Linked DNA regions of Gossypium hirsutum: region 2 is linked to region 1. Evidence: chromatin contacts called from public Hi-C data. All regions are on one chromosome and are shown on one strand. The core of a region is the stretch at or near the end of the contact, and the rest is flanking DNA. Distances in the headings are between cores, read along the strand shown. Region 1 holds the start of LOC107939214. Region 2 has its middle 51 kb from the start of LOC107902299.

The links. Hi-C and Micro-C count contacts between places; a contact is called where the count stands out from the background.
Region 2: a Hi-C map of leaf shows a contact between it and region 1, with 1.6 times the contacts expected there. The contact joins the enhancer-like site here to the promoter of LOC107939214 in region 1. A contact is called at or near these places in 3 of 34 Hi-C or Micro-C datasets (hypocotyl and leaf).

The regions. Positions count from the first base shown.
Region 1 is chrD05:47,047,105-47,052,414 of Gossypium_hirsutum_v2.1, forward strand. It overlaps LOC107939214, which reads left to right and starts at 1,603. Exons shown (of 7, transcript XM_016872507.2): 1 at 1,603-2,031; 2 at 2,140-2,220; 3 at 2,335-2,511; 4 at 3,773-3,943; 5 at 4,197-4,409; 6 at 4,489-4,577; 7 at 4,877-5,310. The coding sequence starts at 1,944.
Region 2 is chrD05:47,132,925-47,137,833 of Gossypium_hirsutum_v2.1, forward strand. No RefSeq gene overlaps it. Among protein-coding and RNA genes, the nearest start is that of LOC107902299, 51 kb to the right of the region's middle. Within about 2 kb of position 2,672, at least 5 of the 9 cell types and tissues checked have an H3K27ac peak or open chromatin away from gene starts, as enhancers often do. A contact at or near this core is called in hypocotyl and leaf, where this site is marked.

The DNA of each region.
Region 1 (5,310 bases), core at 353-2,852:
CACACATCCACTAACTCAATTAATGGTCTAATTACCACATAAGGACCTCCACTTTAAATTTCTATAGCTGTTTAACAACACTTTTAGCTAATAGAAGACAACTTTTACACTTTACGCGATTTAGTCCTTTTCATCAAATTGAGCATACAAACGGTAAAATTTCTTAACGAAATTTTTATAAAATAATAATGTCATGCTGTAGATCACAAAATAATACTAAAATAAATTTTTTGACCTCAGATTTATGGTCCTGAAACCACTATTCTAATTTCACTAAAAACGGGCTATTACAAAAGTTGACACAAAATTGCATTTGATCAAGATCTAAATAGAGATCAAATCTTTCACGTGCTTAAAATATAAAAATTAAAAAAATTAAACAAAATTATCATAATTAATTAAGAATTAAAATAATAATAATCTAAATATGAAACATAAAATAAAAACTCCATTCAAAATTTTGCATCTTGCGTCTAAAGCTTCAAATGAAAAATCATGGAGGATAAGTGTAATCTTCAACACATAAGAATTTTTATTTCTGAGTAAGATCATGCTGACAACGTATTATAAAACTAAAAGAAGAATATAAAGATTAAGAGAGAAAGAAAGATTTTCTTTTCTTTGTATTTTTTTTTATTATATCTATTCTATTGATTGAATAAGTGATGATCCAATGGTTCTTACTCAAAGAATCTTTGGACTTAGTTTGAAGGTTTTATTGAATCATCGTGGTTCTGGTATGAATCTGAAGTTTTAATTGATTCATAGGGTCTTAACAAGAGAATTCCTATCAAAAAGAAAGAAAACAAGAATAAAGCCACATTTCATACAAAGAACAAATCAAAGTAAAGAAAAATAAATAAGTAGGTAAATAGAAGATTCAAGAGGCCCGTAACGCTCAAGATACAATAAGCTTGTACATACCCTCTATTTATAGGGCTTCAAGTACCATAAGTTAAAAAATAATAAGGACCAACATTAAGAACTGACATTAAGATACTCTATAAATTATTTAGGGGTTATAAAATAATTAATTTAAGGGTCATAGACAATTATTGTTTGAGGGTTACAATAAGATATATTTAAGGGAATTATGGATATCCACTTATCAATATATTTACAACAAAAGCATATTTTTATAAAAAAAGTAAAAATATTTCTTAAAAAAGAGTAAAAACATATAATATATTAAAAATTAATTTTTGATATAATAAAAGTATATACTTTATGTATTAAATCTTCTTTATTTTTTTGAATTAATGTATTTTTTATTTTCATATTACCATTTACAATGATTAATCCTTTTGAGATTAATATCCTTTTTAAAAGTTAAAGTTTTCTGATCAGGATAAAGTAAAGTAAACTATACATTATTAATAAATTTATTTCCTTTAAATGATAAATCATGATATAATATAAAATTATATACTATCAAATATATTTTTAAAAGGATATACTATCAAATTTTAACATATATTAAATATAATTATAAATCATGAAAATACATTAATCCCGTAGTAATACACGAAGATCCAGGTATAACCACATCATGTTGATTTTCTCTCTCTTTCACTGTCACAGCGAGTGCCCTTTACCTCTTTTGCTTTATTATTATTAATTTTTCTTATTGCTTTTCCTCCCTTTTTCTTGTCTCTTTCCCTTTCCTCTTCTTCTACTCACCACTCTACTCTTCACGGTGTCTCAAAAGAAACCAAGAAAAAGAACCATCTTTTCCTATTGTTATTAAAAAAACTAGGAAAAAAAATTGAAAAGCACACTGTTTTACTCTAGCTCAAAGTGTTCATTCACTTTCCTGCAAAAGTCCCAGATTCTGAATAGGGTTTTGCATTTCTTCTCAATGTGTAAAGCTTGAATATCCTTTCATATCTAAGAGCTCTTTGTTGGGTTTTCTTTTTCTTTTTCTTGCTTTAGTGGAAGTGGCAATGGGTAAAAATGTGTTGGTCTTGGGTATTGCTCTTTTGCTTCTTCTTGGAGGTGTCACTTCAGCTCCTACTACTTCTTCACCTGCAAGTAAGTTTCCAAACAAATGAAAAAGCTCGCATTGATTTTGATCTGCTTCTAGATTTAAGCTAAATCCTTGCTTTAATGGAAAATGAATTTGATTCTTTGTTCCTGCAGAGATCGTAAGTGGGGTTTTCTCTAATGCCGTGTCTGCCTCTATGAAATGGTTATGGTCACTCAAATCTACCACTAAAACAGGTTAAGATCTCCGACTATTAGAATTTAGAATTAAAACCCACATTTCCTCTTTTTTTTTGGCTTTGAGGTTAGCATCTGATGTGGTGGTCTCCATGGTATTTTATGTATGTATAGCAATTACTGGCCGTCCAATGATGAAGTTTGAGGGTGGATACACTGTGGAGACTGTGTTTGATGGAAGTAAGCTTGGGGTTGAACCTCACACTATTGAGATTTTGCCCAGTGGAGAGCTGCTAATTTTGGACTCTGCTAATAGCAACCTTTATCGGATGTCTAGTTCTTTATCTCTGTGTAAGTGGGTTTCTTCTTTCTCGTAGTATTATTCAAATGGTTGGCTTTGTTAATTTTTGTTGCATTTGCATTAGTAATTCAAATTGTTTGCCTTGTTTGGGTAATGCTTTGTTTTTTTAGTGTGATCTTTTCTTACTGAATGTTTCAAGGCTTGTTATTAATGGAAAAAGTTGAGGTATTTGCATCTGTTGGCAGTGAGTCCTGTTGCTGAACCTGCCTCATAAAGGACAGTGCACGTTTAGCTGAGTTGGCATACATTCTCCATTGTCCAAGTGCTGAGTGCAATTTTTTATTTTGATGGTCTTGTTAGAGTTAGAGCAAGTTGTTTCATCTGTCAAGCATTTTAATGTACTTCAAATGCATTTCCATTTCATATATTTGAAAGATGCCGGTTATAGAAATATTTGTAAGTTAGAACTTAGATGAATGGTGCAGATGTTCTACCAATATTTTATAAAATATTGTTATGTTTTTCTTCAAATAAATTGGAAACAAATAGATCTTTCACTAAGAGCATTTAAATAATTTTGAGGATTATAACATTTTCAACTTGGTAACTTGGGAATGCTGTAAACTGTAAATGTATATATCATAGACGTTTGGCAAGTTCAATGGAATGTAAACTTATCGTGCTTCTACTCAGTTTTATTCTTCTTAGGTTATTTTGATGTCTTAACCAGTCATTGCAAAATTTTTAAGATAAAGATTCCGTCCATTGTGTGATGTCTCAACCGTGTTACTCTTTTCTCTCTGCACTGCATGCGTATTACCCTATTACGATGTTACCTGGGATGCAGATCAGTCTGTACAAGGAACGATAATTAGAACTTAAATCGCTACTAATATGAAACCTAATTTAGGGGTAATAGGAATAAAATACAATTTATTAGAACATTGAACGTATTTCTGGAACTTAGATATATAGTTTTTGTGTTTGTATAATTAAATAAGTCTAAATTGATGAATAAATTCTGAAGTTTGTGAATTGTTTGTATTACTCAAATTTATGATGAACTATATGCTGTGGGATCATTATTCTTACTGAATTGGATCCCTAGTGTGTTCCTTTATTGGGATCATGCATACCAATACAAAAATGGCTAGGGAGATGGCAGTTTCTGGTAAGAGAGCCCTATTAAGATTGATTACATGTAAGGTTCTGGTATTCACTCAATCAATTCCCCAGTCATGCTTGTCTTGCGTTGTCCATAGAAAAGTCTTTTCTTGTAAACATTTCATTTAAATTATGGGAGAAATGCAGATAGTAGACCAAGGCTGGTTGCTGGATCCCCGGAAGGATACCCTGGACATGTAGATGGGAAGCTGAGAGAGGCAAGGATGAACCATCCGAAAGGGCTAGCAGTAGATGATAGAGGGAATATTTATATTGCAGACACTATGAACATGGCAATCAGGAAGATAAGTGATGCAGGTAAGCAATGTAAAATACTGAGTTTCCTGAAAGAGGAATTGCTAATCACTTGTTATTTTGACGTAAGTATGCAAGTTTTATATCCTTCATTCTTCTTGCATCTTACTTACTTCTGTGCATCACATTTTCCTCTTTTTCTCAAAATTATTTATAGGATCACTATTTGGCAAGCTTAGTGTTTGTCATCATGTTAAACTTTTGCAATGTCTTAAAATTCTCAAAGTATTGCTGATACAACTGAAATCCTCTTCAGGTATTACGACAATTGCTGGTGGGAAATTGACCCGGGGAGGGGGACATGTAGATGGACCAAGTGAAGATGCAAAGTTTTCTAACGATTTTGATGTAGTCTATGTTGGAAGCAGTTGCTCTCTTCTTGTGATAGATAGAGGAAACCGAGCGATTAGAGAGATTCAACTACATTTTGATGACTGTGCCTATCAGTATGGAAGTGGTTTTCCTCTTGGTAAATTAATTCACCTAAATTTGATCTTCGTTAGTTCTTGATATTGGGGGTTTACAAATTGTAATATCTGTCATTGCAGGAATTGCTGTTCTTGTTGCTGCTGGCTTCTTTGGTTACATGCTAGCTTTGCTGCAGCGTAGAGTGGGCACCATTGTATCAACCCAGAAAGTGAGTATTCAGTATTATTATTCATATACAAATCCTTTACCTATGATTCTCCTCTAGAATATTTTAACTCGACTTTTGCTTTGGCTGAATATTGTATATAAAAATCGCATCTCCGTGAGTGTCCCTCAATCATAAGCCTTGTTCCATAACAGAAGAGCATAGATGCTTTGAGATTAAAATTTGACCCAACATGAGAACAGCAAACATTCTTGTTTTTTAACTGGAAATTCTAGATGATGTTTCTGTTGCTTTTATAAAAGAAAATGAGATCTTTTAACGTTTGTTCTATACTCATGAAGGATCAGGATTCAGTTAAAGTAGATGCCACTGTATTGAGTCCATATCAGAAACCGCTGAAATCAGTCAGGCCACCTTTAATTCCGACGGAAGATGAACAGGAGAAGCAAGAAGAAGGCTTCTTTGGATCCCTCGGGAAGCTTTTTGTCAATGGCGGTGTTTCTGCATTGGAAATTTTCAGAAGCGTACTTCCTGGTTTTAGAAAGGAGCCACCGAACTATCAATATCAGAGCCAGCACCAGCAACAACTGAAGCAGACAATGCCGTGGGCTGCACAAGAGAGCTTTGTCATACCAGATGAAGATGATCCCCCATCAATTGATACTCGAACCCCCACTCCACGCAAAACATACCCTTTCATGTCCAAAGATGCTGACAAACTCCATCAGTTGCGTCAAAGCCGGGCTTTCTACAATGGATGGGATGTTGATATGCA
Region 2 (4,909 bases), core at 1,422-3,921, 87 kb after region 1:
GGAAAATCAATTCCTTCAATCAAACAGACCCTAAATAGTTTGAACTCTGTGGCCTTTAACAAAGTGCTTAATTAACCAAAAGGAAGAGAAGAGAATGTAAAACCAAAGCGTTGAATGTGCATTTGTTATCTTAAGATGAAATCATGAAAATATTTGCATCATTGAACTAAAAAAAATAGCAATAATAATCATCTCAGAGAAAAAGGTGAAATGAGGTTTTGTGTATATATTGAATATAAACAGCTAGAAACATTATAAAAGAAAAACTAAAAGCTGAGTACCGGATTTCATGTTGTAAGAGCCGTATTAATTATGAAGAACAAAAGGGAAAGACCAAAGAAATGACAGGAAAATTCCGGTAGATCATGGGGCGACGTGCTTCGGCATTCATAGCATGTAGTACAACATGAATTGCAAAGGAAATTAAACCCACCAATATATTCTAAATTAAAAAAAAAACATAGCATATATTTATCATTATCAAGGAAAGAGCATGCATTTTTTATATGGCATCTTATGCCATGTAAGTTTTGTATCAAAATATACATAAAATATCATAAACATTAATGTGAGGGTCCATAAATCTTGGAAAGAGCTTGCAATATATTAACTTGTAATCTCAACTGCAATATATAATCAGCTGTCCTTAGAAACAGCCAGTCCGGCTTCAACCCTTTTGCACCCGGAATTAGCCTTTGCAACTTCTTCACCTTTGTTCGAACTGATCTACTGCCACGGTCACCGCTGTCACCTGTCCATCTTCTCCTCCTCCTCCTCCATTTCGCCCTAGAAAACTCTTTGCACCTCCTTAACTCCATACGTTTCATAAAAAAATGAAAGAAATTAACAAATGTGACTAAATTTCTTAAGCTTTCTAACTGCAAAATAAGAAGAAATGAAATTGGAAAAAAAATTAAAAAGAGAGATAACAAAAGGAACCGCCTTGTGTTTTTGGGTTGAGGAACTAATACAAGTTTTATATACAAAGAGAATATGAGAAGTGAGAGGAGGCATTAAATGATGCAAAGAGTTTTAGAACGGGCCATGTGAGCCGAGCCTTGATGTTCCTATCATATGATATTATATCATTAAGGTTAAATTCTGCTACTAAGTCCCTATACTTTGCGAAAGTTAAAGATTTAGTCTTTGTACTTTAATTTAATTAATTTTAGTCTTTTTACTTTTTGAATTGGTCAATTTTAGTCCTCCTACTTTTCAGAATTTGAAATATTTTAGTTCTAACCTAATCAATAGCAGTTAAATCTATTTGATTAAATTCAATTGTTAATCTTGTACTTTGCACATAATTCTAGATTTAGTTTATATTTTCTAATTGTATCATTCTAAGTCCCTGTACTTTTTAAATTTTGAAATTTTAATCTTGACATAAATGATAGTCGTTGATCCATTAACTAGATTTTTAGCGGGTAATATGGAGAAATAATAAGCTGGTATAAGATTACACATATAATAATATATTTGTTATATCAGATTTTGAAAATAGTATAACTTAACTTAATGAATTAACAACTATTATTTGCTGAGGACTGAAATTTTAAAATTTGAAAGGTATAATGACTAAAAAAGAACAAATTAGAGTACAATGATTAAATCCACAACTTTTGTAAAATATAAGGATTAATAGTAAATTTTAACCTATCATAAATATATTAAAATTTAAAAGTATTAAAAAAATAACTTTATAAACCACAAGTCTTGATTTAAATGGAGTGATGATTAAAACTCTTATCAAACATTCAAATCATGTTACCCCCATCCCCTACCACTAATATTGTATAAAAACAATTTTATAAACTACAATGTGTGGCATGATAATTGCTCACTTCATCCACAGTCATGAAAATGAAATATATTTCATTATCAGCGATTTAAAATTTTTATATAAAAATAACGTTATAACATCATATGATTTATTAAAAGTACATAAATTTATACATTCCCTATACATCAAATATAAATCAATTGATATACCATATAAAATTCATATTCACAAGCTAAAAAAACTTGTAAATATTTTAATTCTCTGTTAATCAACTTTAGTAATGTACCCTAAAAAAATGCAATCACCATACTAGTGCTATTTAAAATCTAAAATATTATACAAGTTCCAGCTTATGCCTATGTAACAAGATAATTTTAACAATTTAAATAAATTTTAAAATTTTAATTGTACTCTAATAAACATAAATTAATTCTTAACACAAATAAGGAGCTAAGTGAAAGAATAAGAAGATTTTTAATTGTAAAGAAAATCTGAAGTATAATGATAAAATTTAAAGGATTTTCTATATTTTAACATTTCTTTTTTATAAAATAATTAGATCTTTTAGATGATTGAGCAACTTAAATAATATGACTAGATATATATTATTAACTCAGTCAACAACGATACGATATGTTGCATTTTCTGTTCTCATTTCTAGTTTTGATTGCACGCCTTGGATGTTTTGTCGTTTTATGTATGTGGGCTTTGTGGTAGGGCCTAATAAATGCTTACCTTTAAAGTGGCCTACGCACGTGTCTGACAGGTCCTTCACTCGCCTAAACCCAAACACCACCATCCAAAAATACATCTGTTCTAGTAATCCTCGAACCACAAAAAGTCGTGGGTTTGACGTGTGTCTCTTCTAGGCCGCGTCATCGCTAATCCAATGGCTAAAGGTAACCCTCCATCTGCCTTTCTTTTGGGATGGTTTTGATCACATGGGGTGCTGTCCAGCCAGGCTCCAGAGGTAGATTCATGATGAGACGAGAGAGACTTATATAATTCTTGTTTTCCTATATCATATTTTTATAATTATTTCCATTTATATATTACAAACCCAGTTTTTAAATCATTTACGTATATGCTAATTTCCTTTTTTTCTTTTAAGTTTATAACTACATTATAATTAAAGTGCTAGTAGAACTATTAAAATATAAATAGATTAAAATTTAGAATAAAAACTTAGTTTTTTAATAAAAAAACTCATATTATTATAGTATAAATTATAAATCAGAAATATCCAAATTATAAATTAATTAACCGAATTAAAATTCAATAATTCATAATGGAATTTAAATAGTTACATATTTTTATTGCGTATGGTGAATATTAAATTTAAATACTCAAAGACTTAAAACATCTGTTTTTGTCAACTGAAACGAAACTTCATTAGATTTTTGTGTTATTTTTATATTATATTTTCATTATCTTTTAATGTCGATACAAAATTTAGTCCTAGTTGACATTGAAAAATTAATGTCAATCATTGAGAATAACTTAAGGGGGAAGAGTTTAATGGAGATTAGAGGGATATTTTTTTTATAGTAAGAGGAAGAACTCTTTTCGGAAGAGGAGCTTAGCATCAGCTCTTTTAGGGTTTTATAGGAGTTGTCGTAACTTGTAAAATTATGAAAAAAAATTATTTCGCACTGATCCGATTGCACTTGCAGTGGGTAATAGAAGACTTTTCAAAGATATGATAAAAAATTAAATAATTGGACTTTTATTAAGAATGAATGCTGATTTAACAATAGCTAACGAGAAAGTATGGGCGGATGGGACAAGTCCTTCCATAGGCTAGTTCTCCATAATAAAAGTAGTTAATTTCATGAGACACTGTATGCAAGGTGATAAGATACAACATTTATATTATTTTTATTAGAAATAATAAGGCAAATAGAAATGGCCCCACATAACAAGTTGGCAAAGTTTTTGGATTCTGAATGTCACGTTATTGCATTAAAAAAAGGATTTACTCGTGATTTGTTCTTGAATTAGAACCAAAAAATTAGAGCATTTTTCTCAATTGGATTAGACCATTTTTAGAAGCGGGGTTACGTGTTAATTTAAAGCATTTTTCTTATTTTACTATCTATTTTTTATTATCAGTTTTTTTTTTATCTTAAAAGTCTTTGGAATAACGTTGTTAAAAAAATGGTTGAATACATTTAACATATCAAAATGAGCTACATAACATTTTATTCATGCAAACCATGACTTGACATTTCGATTTTTGTTTTTTTGACGAAGGCAACAAATTTTAAATTATTTAAAATTAAACAAAATCAAATTAAATGTTGATGAATCATTGATGGTCAATTCTTTTTTGAGTTCTGTAAAAAAAAGAAATGTTTTTTAATTATTATATTTTCTAGAATTTATACATATTTTTATTTTTTTACTTTCTTTTTTAAAATATTTTAATTTTTAAAATTTGTAATATATTTTTTATAATTTAGAATTTTTAGAAGTTATATACTATTTTAAATTCATTTTTTATTTTTTAAAAAATTTATTTTAGAATTTATACATATTATTTAATATTTTAATCTAAGTGGATGTCATGCCATCGTTGACATGGATAAAAAAAACCCACCATGTAGTGTGTTTTAATGAGTTCCACGTGGCCACCTATTTTTTCTAACGTCGTTAACTCTAAGTACTAAGGGCCTTATAGATGGGCAGTGTGTTTACTTGCGGTTAGTGTAAAAAAAACGGTGGCGGTGAGATTAAATATTGTAGTTATACTGTAGCGTGAAACAAAAAGAAAGCTAAATGCACTGCATTGGAGGTAAACGCCCATCTAAAGGGGTCCTAAATTGGTTGACAAAATGATAATTTAAATATCAAAGTAGGGAAAAAATAAATTTGGTGCAAAAGTGAAAAAGGTGGTATAATTAAGGTTTAAATCAAGAATAAAACCTATAAAAATACATTGTTAGAAAAATGCCTTGGGTTGCATGAAGAAAATTTAAAATTTTTCATGTATCCAAGATCACCTTGGATAGTTAAGAACAACAAAACATCAATAATCTAGTACTTGGTTGTGCTTTGATCCACTTTGACAAGTTGGAGAAGTTGATTTGCGATTGAACTTGAAATGCCTGTAGTGAACTGTACTCC